2 separate regions of the Sus scrofa genome follow, and region 1 is linked to region 2. Evidence: chromatin contacts called from public Hi-C data. All regions are on one chromosome and are shown on one strand. Each heading gives the region's core, a stretch centred on a gene start, on an enhancer-like site or on the middle of the called end of the contact. The rest is flanking DNA. Distances are from core to core; before and after follow the strand shown. Region 1 overlaps LOC106507788 (a long non-coding RNA gene). Region 2 holds the start of GC (vitamin D-binding protein).

Evidence for each region. A called contact is a pair of places that touch in the nucleus more often than the background predicts.
Region 1: a contact with region 2 is called in a Hi-C map of liver, with 6 times the contacts expected there. The contact joins the enhancer-like site here to the promoter of GC in region 2. A contact is called at or near these places in 7 of 47 Hi-C or Micro-C datasets (embryonic fibroblasts, fetal liver, liver and 1 more).

The regions. Positions count from the first base shown.
Region 1 is chr8:68,490,742-68,496,321 of Sscrofa11.1, reverse strand. All of the region lies in intron 1 of LOC106507788 (a long non-coding RNA gene), which reads right to left. Among named protein-coding and RNA genes, the nearest start is that of NPFFR2, 79 kb to the left of the region's middle. Within about 2 kb of position 2,376, at least 2 of the 83 cell types and tissues checked have an H3K27ac peak or open chromatin away from gene starts, as enhancers often do. A contact at or near this core is called in liver, where this site is marked.
Region 2 is chr8:68,358,206-68,363,822 of Sscrofa11.1, reverse strand. GC (vitamin D-binding protein) reads left to right here and starts at 3,561. Exons shown (of 13, transcript XM_003356971.4): 1 at 3,561-3,805. The coding sequence starts at 3,748.

The DNA of each region.
Region 1 (5,580 bases), core at 1,127-3,626, 130 kb before region 2:
GGCTCACGGGTGAGATCAGCTTATCTAGAACAGAAGCCACTGGAGCTACAACCTAGGAACACTTAAGTAGTAATTGTAATTAATTTCTAGATGCTGAGTATGGGTTAGTGTGCCAATGAAAAACCCCTAGGGCTCACATCCTTGAGGGAGGGACATATTTTGGTGGTTTTCACCTTCAGAAACCCCACCAGCTTATCACAGTGAATAGACAAGTTAATGTCTATGTTTTATGTCTGACAACGGGGAAAGAAGGTAGTCATTTTAAGATACACCCAGAGGCTTTCCCATAAAAAAGAACTTCTCTGCAGGAGGAGAGAGCTCACTGCAACACCCTCCCCTAACCTTGCTAATTTTAGCCTCTCATTCCCTCTCTACCCACTCCAGGCTCTCAGTCTCTTAAAAATTCTTTCAGGCAGAATGAAGACAAATTCCATGGTACTTCTATATGTATTCATACCTGTGGCTTCCTCAACTCGTTTGCTCTCTCGTAAAATGAATTTTCATATTTTCTACCTTCCATAAATTTGTTAAAATTCCTCAATAACTCAAAGGCTTTATCCTATTTTTACCACGGGTTTATTTTTTAATGTGTTTTCAAAATTATGTCATGGATTTATACACTGGCACTGATTTTTACCTTAAAAACTTAAATAGTTTCCCTATTGCCTATATTTGCTTCTCTATATAATCATATGCTGTGAAAATAGTATTTTTCAAAATTATTTTCTTACTTATAATATTAGAGATATGATATTTCCAAGGTATAAAAACCTGTGATAAAAGCAAGTACTCACATCTTTTTTTATTAACTTTAATGGGAAGATCTTTTTTATTTTAGTATATTCCTAAGGCTAAATTTTGCTTTGAGATGGTAGTTTTATCACATAAACTATGCTACTTCCATTCCACATAACTAAGTTTTTGTTTTAAAACAAATGGATGTTGAATATTGCCTAACATTCTTCACAGGATCTATTAAGATATTTAATATATTTTTCTCCTTTAAATATATTTCTTTGTTTTTACTTGCTTATATTTCCTAATTTGAGCTTTTTGCATTCCTTGAATCAACAGAGTTTGTGAATTTCAATGCTGCTGTTTTTCATACTCTCACTTTAAAATAAAAACACAGGGTTCAATCATAATATAAAGAACATCACTCGAATTCCATAATTAACATTTACTGTATTTACTTTCTTTTTTGTCTTTCCATTATGCTAAAATAATTTTCATCATTTCTTTTTGTACTTAATAGCTGATATTCTGCCATTTGTTCATTTACTGATTGCTATCAGTATTAACTCACAGCTTTTAATTTCATTCAATGGATTTTAATCCATTACTATCATCTTTTATCTCAAAGCTTCAATTGTCCCAGCTTTGGCCAGGATGAACCACTTCAAAATGCCTCCTCTGTCCTGTTTTTAAGTCCCCAATTTTTGAGCGCTCTTTCATTTTATGACATAAGATTCTCCAAATACAGAACAGTGACGGACGTGTAATTTTTTTTTAGAAAAATAACTATATTCAAATCAAGATAAACACTTATTTGGACTAGAAATACAGAGCAATAGACTGAGGCTAAGGTCAAAGCCTTGATGGACCTAGATCATAAAACCAGTGGGGAGGCAGATGTAAGTTTGCATAATATAATAGAGACTATTACAGGGGTCAAATGTGGTGTCATTCCATGAATGTAAGGATTGTGGCAGAATTCCCCAAAAGTGGAAAATGTCTGATACTTACTCAAGGCTGAATTGTGTGCAATTTGCCAGGAGGAAACAAAGATAACTTGTGTCAGGGCTGGGCATAAATGCCAGCTGACTCAGTTGCTGGATCTAGAAAATAGCCATGGGATGGATGTGCTGAGCCACGAGTCTAAGTCCTGCTTCTAGACCTGGGCCTCAGAGACCTGGTCAAACAGCCACAAAACTACCAGGCAGGAAAGGGTAAACAGAAAATAGGTAAGTGGACAACTTCCCACTCAAGACCAAACGACAATTCTAAACCTAAAAAAGTAAAATAAAATGAAACCAAATCGAAATCAAATCTAAAGAAATCCAGTGTTAAAGCAATAAAATAAACACATTAGAGCCAACAAATTTAAAGTAATAGAAAATAGAAAGGACTTTAAATTATGTATGTCAAACATTTGCAGAAAGATCAGTGTGGAATATTAGGTTTTGTTTCAAAAACCTGTTCCAAACTGATAAAAATGTCATGTAAATGAGACAAAAAAAAATTCCATAGCAACATAGCTTGGCAGAAGCTCATCTGTGGGTCTAACTAGAGTGTTAGTACAGAAGCAGGTAGTATGAAATTTGGCTTCTGGAGGGTAAAGGGAACCGAGATAGTACAGCAGGCAATGGTGGACCCAAGACAGGATCATTGCTTGAAGCTACAGCTACCAATCCCCATGAAAAATCTGTGAATCTCTGTGCCTCTGAATGGGCCAGACAGGCGGACAACACAATCTCCTTTCTAAAAACTGGGCCAAACCACCCACCATCTCCATAACTGCATCTGTCAGAGCTCCAAGTCCCCAGAACTCTCAGCCACGATTATTTGGCTTGGTTGTGTCCTACAAGGAGATGTTTACTAACCAATATCCTAAGCAGGATATTCTATTTAATATTTTTAATTAATTGATGAAACAGCAATAAATTAGTAATGTTATACAAACAGGGGCAAATGATCAGAGAGCAGATACATAAGGCTTGCTGGACTGGTATTCTCTGGGGGGAAATTCAGGAAGACAGGATCAGTAGCAGGCTTGCATGGTCCCCCTTGTGTCATAAGATGGCAGCACAGAGCAATGTGGAAGGGCCAGACTGCAGACTCCCACTGAGAGAGCCTGATGATTGGGTCATGAGGCTTCCAACAGCTCATTAAAAAAGCTCTAACCATTCCTCTGGTGTCATCATGGATTGTGATATAGCAGCAATAAATGTGAGAGAATGTGAATATGGCTGTTTCTCCTGACATCCCCACTTATGCATTTGGGACGATCTGCCTACTCCTGGGGAGATGAGGGGCTAGCGTCCAAGACCAGCAGATACCACAGTGTGGGATGGAAACATGTTACAGGATTCCCACATGAACATTGGTGTTCATGCTAGATATGCACTAGCTGTCTTCCTTTTGGCACTTTTAGAGAGCTGGGGTCCATGTTTTGTGGTGAGCCAGAATCCGCTGCCTTAAGCAGCTAGGGTGACTTGGTTTATGAAGGAGCGTTGCAGGAAGCATAATTCTTTAGCAGGCCAGCTGAAGGGATGCAGGCCTGGAAAATTCGACTCTCACTTCTTAGAAAGGATAGAGAAAATTTTAGCAATGCCATTTATAAGTTTGCTCTAATGAAGTCTTTAAAATACTACTTCAAATAATTAGAATAATGTAGTATTTTTAAAAACATGGGAATGTTTTCTAAATGGCCAAGTTTTTTTAATGTTATATTAAAAATTGTCATTTTCGCTGAAGTGCAACTTACTTTTGAAATTAGTGATAAAACAGTGACTTTAAAAGCTACAAATGTGGAAGTGTTTTAAATTCTTTATTCTTATAAAATATAAAAGTTAAATCAAAATAAAAAAATGAATTTGCAAGAAGAGTTAAACAAATGGACCCATGTTACTAGTTGATTACATAATTACAAAGAGAAATATCTAAAGTTAGTTTCAGACTCTGTATCTCCTGTGTGATATATCTTGTGGACAAGGAAATCTGCCATTTATGTTCAATAATCATATTGTTAAAAACAAAACTGGTACTCTTATTCTGAAAATATTTGTGTGTGTGTTTCAATAGAGGAGCTTCTCCTGGCCAAAAATCAGACAATTTAAATGTCAAAATAATACTAGTATGACTACTTTGGAAAACTGTTTAGCAATATGTACTACGACTGAAATATATACAAATATGTATTATATATACACATACAAATACTCTTTATTATATATATATTACATATATATATATATGCATCATCTAACTCAGAAATTCCACTTGTAGGTATGTCTCCAATAAATACATATGCTCATCAATAGACATGTACAAAATGCCCATAGAAGCACTATTCTTACAGCCAAACAAACCCTGAGGATAATGCAATAATCATCAATATAAAATGGATAAACAGTGCATATCTATGCATGAACTATTATACAAAAGCAATGATCAACAAGCTTATTGCTACTGGGAGCAAGAGAGATGAACTTTACAAAATATGGAATGAAGTAAAACAGGCTACATACTATATGAAGCCACTTTTATTAATGTAAAAAATAGTCAGCAGTAAGCTATGGTGTTAGAATTCAGGAAAGGTTGCCCTTAGAACACTACCAAATGTAAGGGGTGCTGCTTGAAGTTACTGAGTTATGTGCTTATGATTTGTGGACTTATACACATGTTATTTTCAAGTGTAAAATTTACATTAAAGAAAGAATCAGAACTTTTGCCACTAGGTGAAATCAAATAACTAGGAACAGAGAAGCATGTTCATCAAACTCAATTAGGGGAGAGAAAAGAATAACTGCACTGAATTGTAGCACATCAGATCTGTTAAAATTCACAAGTTCATAATGATACCTATTTTTTTAAGTATGCTTTTCATCTTTGGGGATGTTAAGGAATGAAATTATTATCTGGAAACTGATGAATAAATGGAACATAGTAAGCATTTATGATACCTTTCCTAAACAAATTAAAACTTCAGGTATAATTTGTATAACCAATTAATGACAGAAAGTTCATCATCATAGAAATATCCCAGTTAGTAAGTTATAGAATTACAATACAAAAAGTGCTAGAAGCGCTAGAAGAAGAATATCATCATTTTATAAGATCTAACAAAGAACGTAGGGCCTATGTAATGATGGTGAGTGGCTGCTAAAACCATTGAAGATCAGATGAAAGACTTTATACTGAAGAGATCACAGTGAAAATGCCTGAATTCTCTGATCAATATAAGCATTTTAAAAAGAGATAACCATACATTATGTACCTCCTTATACGATGCAATATGAAATACACACCACCATAGCTGATGTACTCTGAAGAAAATCCAATCCAATGCCTAAAGATCTAAAATCAGTTCATGGGAAATACCAGGCACAGAGCAATGGGCAATTAGCAAAATCCAGAATATGGGAGATTACACTCAACAAATGACTAGTTTCTTCTACAAGTAAATTGAAAGAAAGGAAAAGGGAAGGGAATGTACAGACTAGGAGGCATAAGAGTCACATCAACAAATGCAAGATGAGAACAATGTTTGCTTGAAGAGTGATTCAAGCAAGTGAATTGTTAAGAAAAAAATGTGAGAGAGGGAAGATTAGAACACTGACTCTTCAAAAATATTAAGGTACTTTGGTTAAACTTTTAGCTGTGATAATGATATTGTGATTATGTTATAAAAAAAAGTCTATCTTTTGAACTTCATTCTGAAGTATTTAAGAATGAAATAAGTTGGTATCTTAGATATGCTTCCAAATAATACAGTGGCAGGGAAATGGTGAGTAGGGGTAATTGAAACATCATTGACAACGTTGACAATTAGAGAAGCTGAGGGATGATCCATGGAGA
Region 2 (5,617 bases), core at 2,312-4,811:
GGCTCAGAGGGTTAAGAACCCAACATAGTGTCCACGAGGATGTGGGTTTGATTCCTGGCCCCCGCACAGTGGGTTAAGAATCTGATGTTGCTGCAAGCTGCAGCATAGGTTGCAGACACAGCTTTGATCCAGTGTTGCTGTGGCACAGGCCGGCAGCTGCAGCCCCAGCTCCAATTCAACCCCTTGCCTGGGAATTTCCATATGGTGCAGATGTAACCATAAAAAGAAAAAAAGAAAAAAGAAAGAACTGAGGGGGGTTGCATAAATAAGACTGAGAAAAATTTCATGCATTTAGCTATTAGCAGTGTCAATTTTCAGTCAGAAAAAAATTCAGCCAAGAGAATGCATTTGGCAGCTTGTGTATGGATTTCTCAAGAGGATACCTAAAGGAGATGTTGCAACTCTTGCTACATGTAGTTTATCATTAAACAGAAGTGGGAGATGTTATTGCAAAACTAGAGATAAAGTTTTAACTTTAAAAAAATCAAAGAACAGGCTGATCTTAAACTCTGGAGCAAAATAAATGGAAAACAATCCAATGTATCTTTGAATGAATTAATCAGAAGATAAAATATTAATTAAAAAACTATAAAAATGCATATATTATATCACCTTAAAAATGGAAACTATACGAGTTGCCTTTGGCTCAGCAGTAGCAAACCCAATGAGTATCCATGAGGACATGGGTGCAATCCCTGGCCTTGCTCAGTGGGTTAAGGACTCGGCATCACCATGAGCTATGGGGTAGGTTGTAGACACAGCTCGGATCCAGTGTTGCTGTTGCTATGACATAGGCCAGCAGTTGTAGCTCTGATTGGAACACTAGCCTGGGAATGTCCATATGCCACAGGTACAGCCCTAAAAAGCAAAAAAGAAAAAAGAAAAAGCAAAAAAGAAAAAAGAAAAACAGTTAACTATAATGTGTTAATAATTATTCAGTTATTCTGAATTCTGGGTTTGCTATTTTTAAGTGTTTTGGCACTTGTTTAGAGTTTTATTTCCAGACAGTTTCTAGTAAAACTAAAACATTTTTATTTATTTTTTTATCTTTTTGCTATTTCTTTGGGCCGCTCCCTCGGCATATGGAGATTCCCAGGCTAGGGGTCGAATCAGAGCTGTAGCCACCGGCCTACGCAAAAGCCACAGCAACGCGGGATCCGAGCCGTGTCTGCAATCTACACCACAGCTCACCGCAACGCCGGATCGTTGCAACGGCAGGGACCGAACCCGCAACCTCATGGTTCCTAATCGGAGTCGTTAACCACTGCGCCACAGCAGGAACTCCCTAAGACACATTTTTAAATTAACTTGTAAAGGCAGCAGTTTAACTAAAGAACTTTAGAAGACTTGCAGCAGGCAGGATAGCATATAGTTGGTCCTTAAGCAATAAGACTATTTTCCCGTATTGTCTCTAGCACTATTGGGAATGTCTTCTATTCTCCTTTACCATATGGATTTCATTGGCCTTACAGCAATCTCTCTGCTTGAATCATACTTAGTTATCCTTTTCCAACTAGCTGGAGTCTAGCTTCTGAATTTAACATTCAACTATTTTCAATATAGACTGGGAATCCAACTAAAAATGTAGCTGCTTAGTGCAATTTGATATTTTGATGGAATCTTCCCATGCAGTTAGTCCTTAGCTAAACCAAAATCAAAACTCTAGGTCTCTTATCTATCATGGTCCTAGACCCAAGATATATGGCCGGTTTCAAGGTTTTCCACTGAGTTCCAGACCTTGTTAGTTTCAGTCACCTTCTCATATCTTATAAATTTGGAGAGCCAGTGACAAGAGTGGGCAAGAACTATAATAAGAGCAGGAGTTAAGATTAATGCATAGTAGTTACCTTTGTAGCACAGCGGAAATGAATCTGACTAGGAACCATGAAGTCGTGGGTTCAATCCCTGGCCTGGTTCGGTGGGTTAAGGATCTGGCATTGCTGTGAGCTATGGTGTAGATTGCAGGTGTGACTCAGATCCGGCATTGCTGTGGCTGTGTTGCAGGCCAGCAGCTGTAGCTCCTATTTAACCCCTAGCCTGGGAACCTCCATATGCCACCAGGGCACCCCCCCCCAAAAAAAAGATTGATGGATGCTACCATGTGTTTGATGTTATGGCAGACCCTGCACACTCTCTTGGTTTAGCTCACAACCTTGTGACAAAGGTACTGAGAGTTATCTCCAAAGGCTGAGTGAGACAGAATGAGTTCCCCAGGTGACACAGCCAATAAGAGCCTAGTAGGAATTTGATTCTAGAGCTTGTGTACCCACCCGATCCTTATCTGACCCCGTTTCCTAAAAAGGGACTAAAAAAAAAAGTTTCCTAAAAAGGGACTGACCTGATTCCAATGATGGGATGAACAGTGAATCACTGGGGCTTAGTTCCTTCTTAAAGTGAAGATGTTGGATTTTGCATTCTACAAGACCACCTGTGAGCTGTCAAGTTATATTACCCTAAAATGTACTACCTGTATAGTATGAGTAAAAAGAACTTTAAATTAGTTGGAGAGCGTCCAAGATTTGCCACTAACTTTTGTGATTTGGGTCAAGTCATTTAACTTCTCCAGTTACTACTTACCTGACTTCAAGGCTTCTTTCTCTCTCCTTTAAAAAAAAAAAAAAAAAAGCGGGGCGGCGGGGGGGGGCGCGGCCTGCACCAGCAGCATATGGAAATTCCCAAACAGGGGTCGAATTGGAGCTGCAGCTGCTGGACTGCACCACAGCAACACCATATCTGAGCCACATCTGAGACCTATAATGCGGTTCACAGCAATGCCGGATCTTTAACCCACTGACCATGGCCAGGGATTGAACCTGCATCCTCATGGATATTAGTTGGGCTCATCACCATTAAGTCACAGTGGGAACTCCCAAGGGTTTTTTTTGTTTTGTTTTGTTTTTGTCTTTTTGCCATTTCTTGGGCTGCTCCCACAGCATATGGAGGTTCCCAGGCTAGGGGTTGAATCGGAGCTGCCTACGCAAGAGCCACAGCAACGCGGGATCCGAGCCGCGTCTGCAGTCTACACCACAGCTCAGGGCAACGCCGGATCGTTAACCCGATGAGCAAGGCCAGGGATCGAACCCACAACCTCATGGTTCCTAGTCGGATTCGTTAACCACTGCGCCACGACGGGAACTCCCCAAAGGTTGTTTCTAATACATATGTCAGCACTTGAGAAATGCATGTGTGTAATATGGCATATAAAGTACTATCTCATCATCAATAAAATTTGTAACATTAAAATTATGAATTTGAGTAATTGTGATAAATTGGCTATTAAACATCTAGTCTTCAATATTTTAAGATGAACCATATTTGTAGTAGGTTTAAACAAAGAGGAAGACCTCCAAATTTCCATTTATACACTTGAGAAGGATAAGCAATGTCCAAAGAGGACACAAAGAAGGAAAGAAATGTGCCCACTAATATTAAAGCTTTAGAAAAACAGCAGCAGTAGGGGGAAAAGAAATCTACATATACTCTGACTCTTTTGCAGTTCAGCAAAGTTAATGATTAAAATCACTTAGATTTTTCCACTACATCCCCCAGGTTGTCTGTTTGCCTTGATTGATGACATTTTATCTCTTGTGGGCCAAGGATGACCACCCTTGCTTCCGTGTAGAGATTAATAATTTATTAGTTCATAGTCAGGAATCTTAGTAAAGGGAATTGGTTACTTTGGGCTGCCATTTTTTACTCTGTAATCTACAGGAGACAGGGGGTACTGCAGGACTTGCCAGCAGAAAAATGAAGAGGATTCTGATTTTCCTGCTTGCTGTAGCATTTGTGCATGCTTTAGAAAGAGGTAAGACTTCCAGCGCTGTGACCATCTATAAGAACTCACTCATCTAATTTTATAACCATTTTAAAAAAATTATACACAAGGTAAAAAACAATTGGTGAATATGTTGGAGAGAGGAAGAAGACTCAAAGGGGGTTCACCTAGCTCAAATGTGACGTATACTATTCAAATAGAATAGCCAAGAAATCAAGATAAGAATCTCATTAAAGAAAAAAAATATATAATTTGTTACTTATCCTTCCCTGCTTTCTTGATAACCAATATCTGAAAGAATACATCACGATTAGAACTTATTTGATAAAAGGGAATGGAAATGGGGGCTGTGGTCCATCACTGAGCATTCTTTCAGACTTCAAATATTTATTGCCATTAAGAACACAACACACCATGTCAGTGATGCATAAAGTCAACTGAGATTTCTTTGATCTTCAAGGAATTCTCTGTATGTAATATTTGAAAATGCATTACAGTTTCTAAAATACCTCACATAAAAGAATTTGATAGCTATGAAACATGACCATATTTGAGCTCTATTTTTCATTAATGTTACTAATCAAATGGTATCTTCATCTATGAGTAATACGTAGCTTTATGGAAAGTTCCCAAGCTGCAAAATTCACAATAAGGTTCCATTTACTTTCTGGCTTATTTTTTAATGCTTATAAAAGGAAGCTGCATTCATCTTGCTTTGAAAATTTTAGTTTCATGTAGGGCTGCCAGTTAACAGCCTTACTTAAGTCATACATCAGTATTCATATTAATAACCTTTAACCAGTGGAATAAAATGTGTGTATCCCAAGAATTACCAGTTATTAACTGACAATTTTACTCCTGACTTTGATTCTTTTTATATTCACTTCTTTTAAAAACCTCACTTTCACTCAAATTATTTTCAATGCTGTCTTATCTGTGTCCCTTGCAAGACCTCTGAGTAGGCCAGGGCCCAGGAACTCTGAAAGCTTACTACTTTGCCCAGGGTTTCCATGGAGCAGATAGGAATCTGAAAAGTCCTACTAGAGTAGGTTCGGATGTGAATATTCAAAACACACAAAGTCCAGTAGACCCTGGGAGTATATGTGGATGCCATAATGTGGATTGTGAGTCACCATTTTGAACTATTGACTCAGTAAGTATACACTGACTTCAAGCCAAAGAATTACAGTGCTTTGGGGGCTAACAAAATTTTGCAACCTCTATTTCAACATCTCTTAGTATTTATTTTCTCAGCCTCTGATGACGTGTATGCTAAAAACTTCAAGTCGGCTCCCTTGAAGGTCTGAACTTCACATGAACTTGATTACTCGTGCGCCGTAGGTCAGATAATGACTCCTGAGACATAAAATAGTTATCTACATATTAAATGTCCAGTATCTTGGAGGAGTAGTCCTGACCCATCAGTCCTCTGTTCTATAATATCTGAACGTGACCGAAATACAAAGTCAGTGATTTACCCGAAAGCTAGGTGCGATCATTACTGGCGGAAGGTTACATAGTACACATTAAAGACGTTGGAAGAATTTTGGTTGCTGAAAGATTAGTTTGGGCTGCCATTCTCTCTGCTTTTTATAGTTCTAGGGAATTGACTGACTACCCACAGCCTTTGTCTAGAACCCCTTTCCCAAGGTGCATTTCCATCAAGTCTCATTTTGGAAACAAGTTTCTATGGCCAAACATGTTTAAGAAATAAGGCATACATTAGTCCTTCTTCGCTGGTTCACCGTCAATGCTTTTGTTGTCCTAAGTGTTCTGAGATATAGATCAGAATACAAAAATTTTACCTGGAGTTTCCCGAATATATGGGCTCTTTCCTAAAAT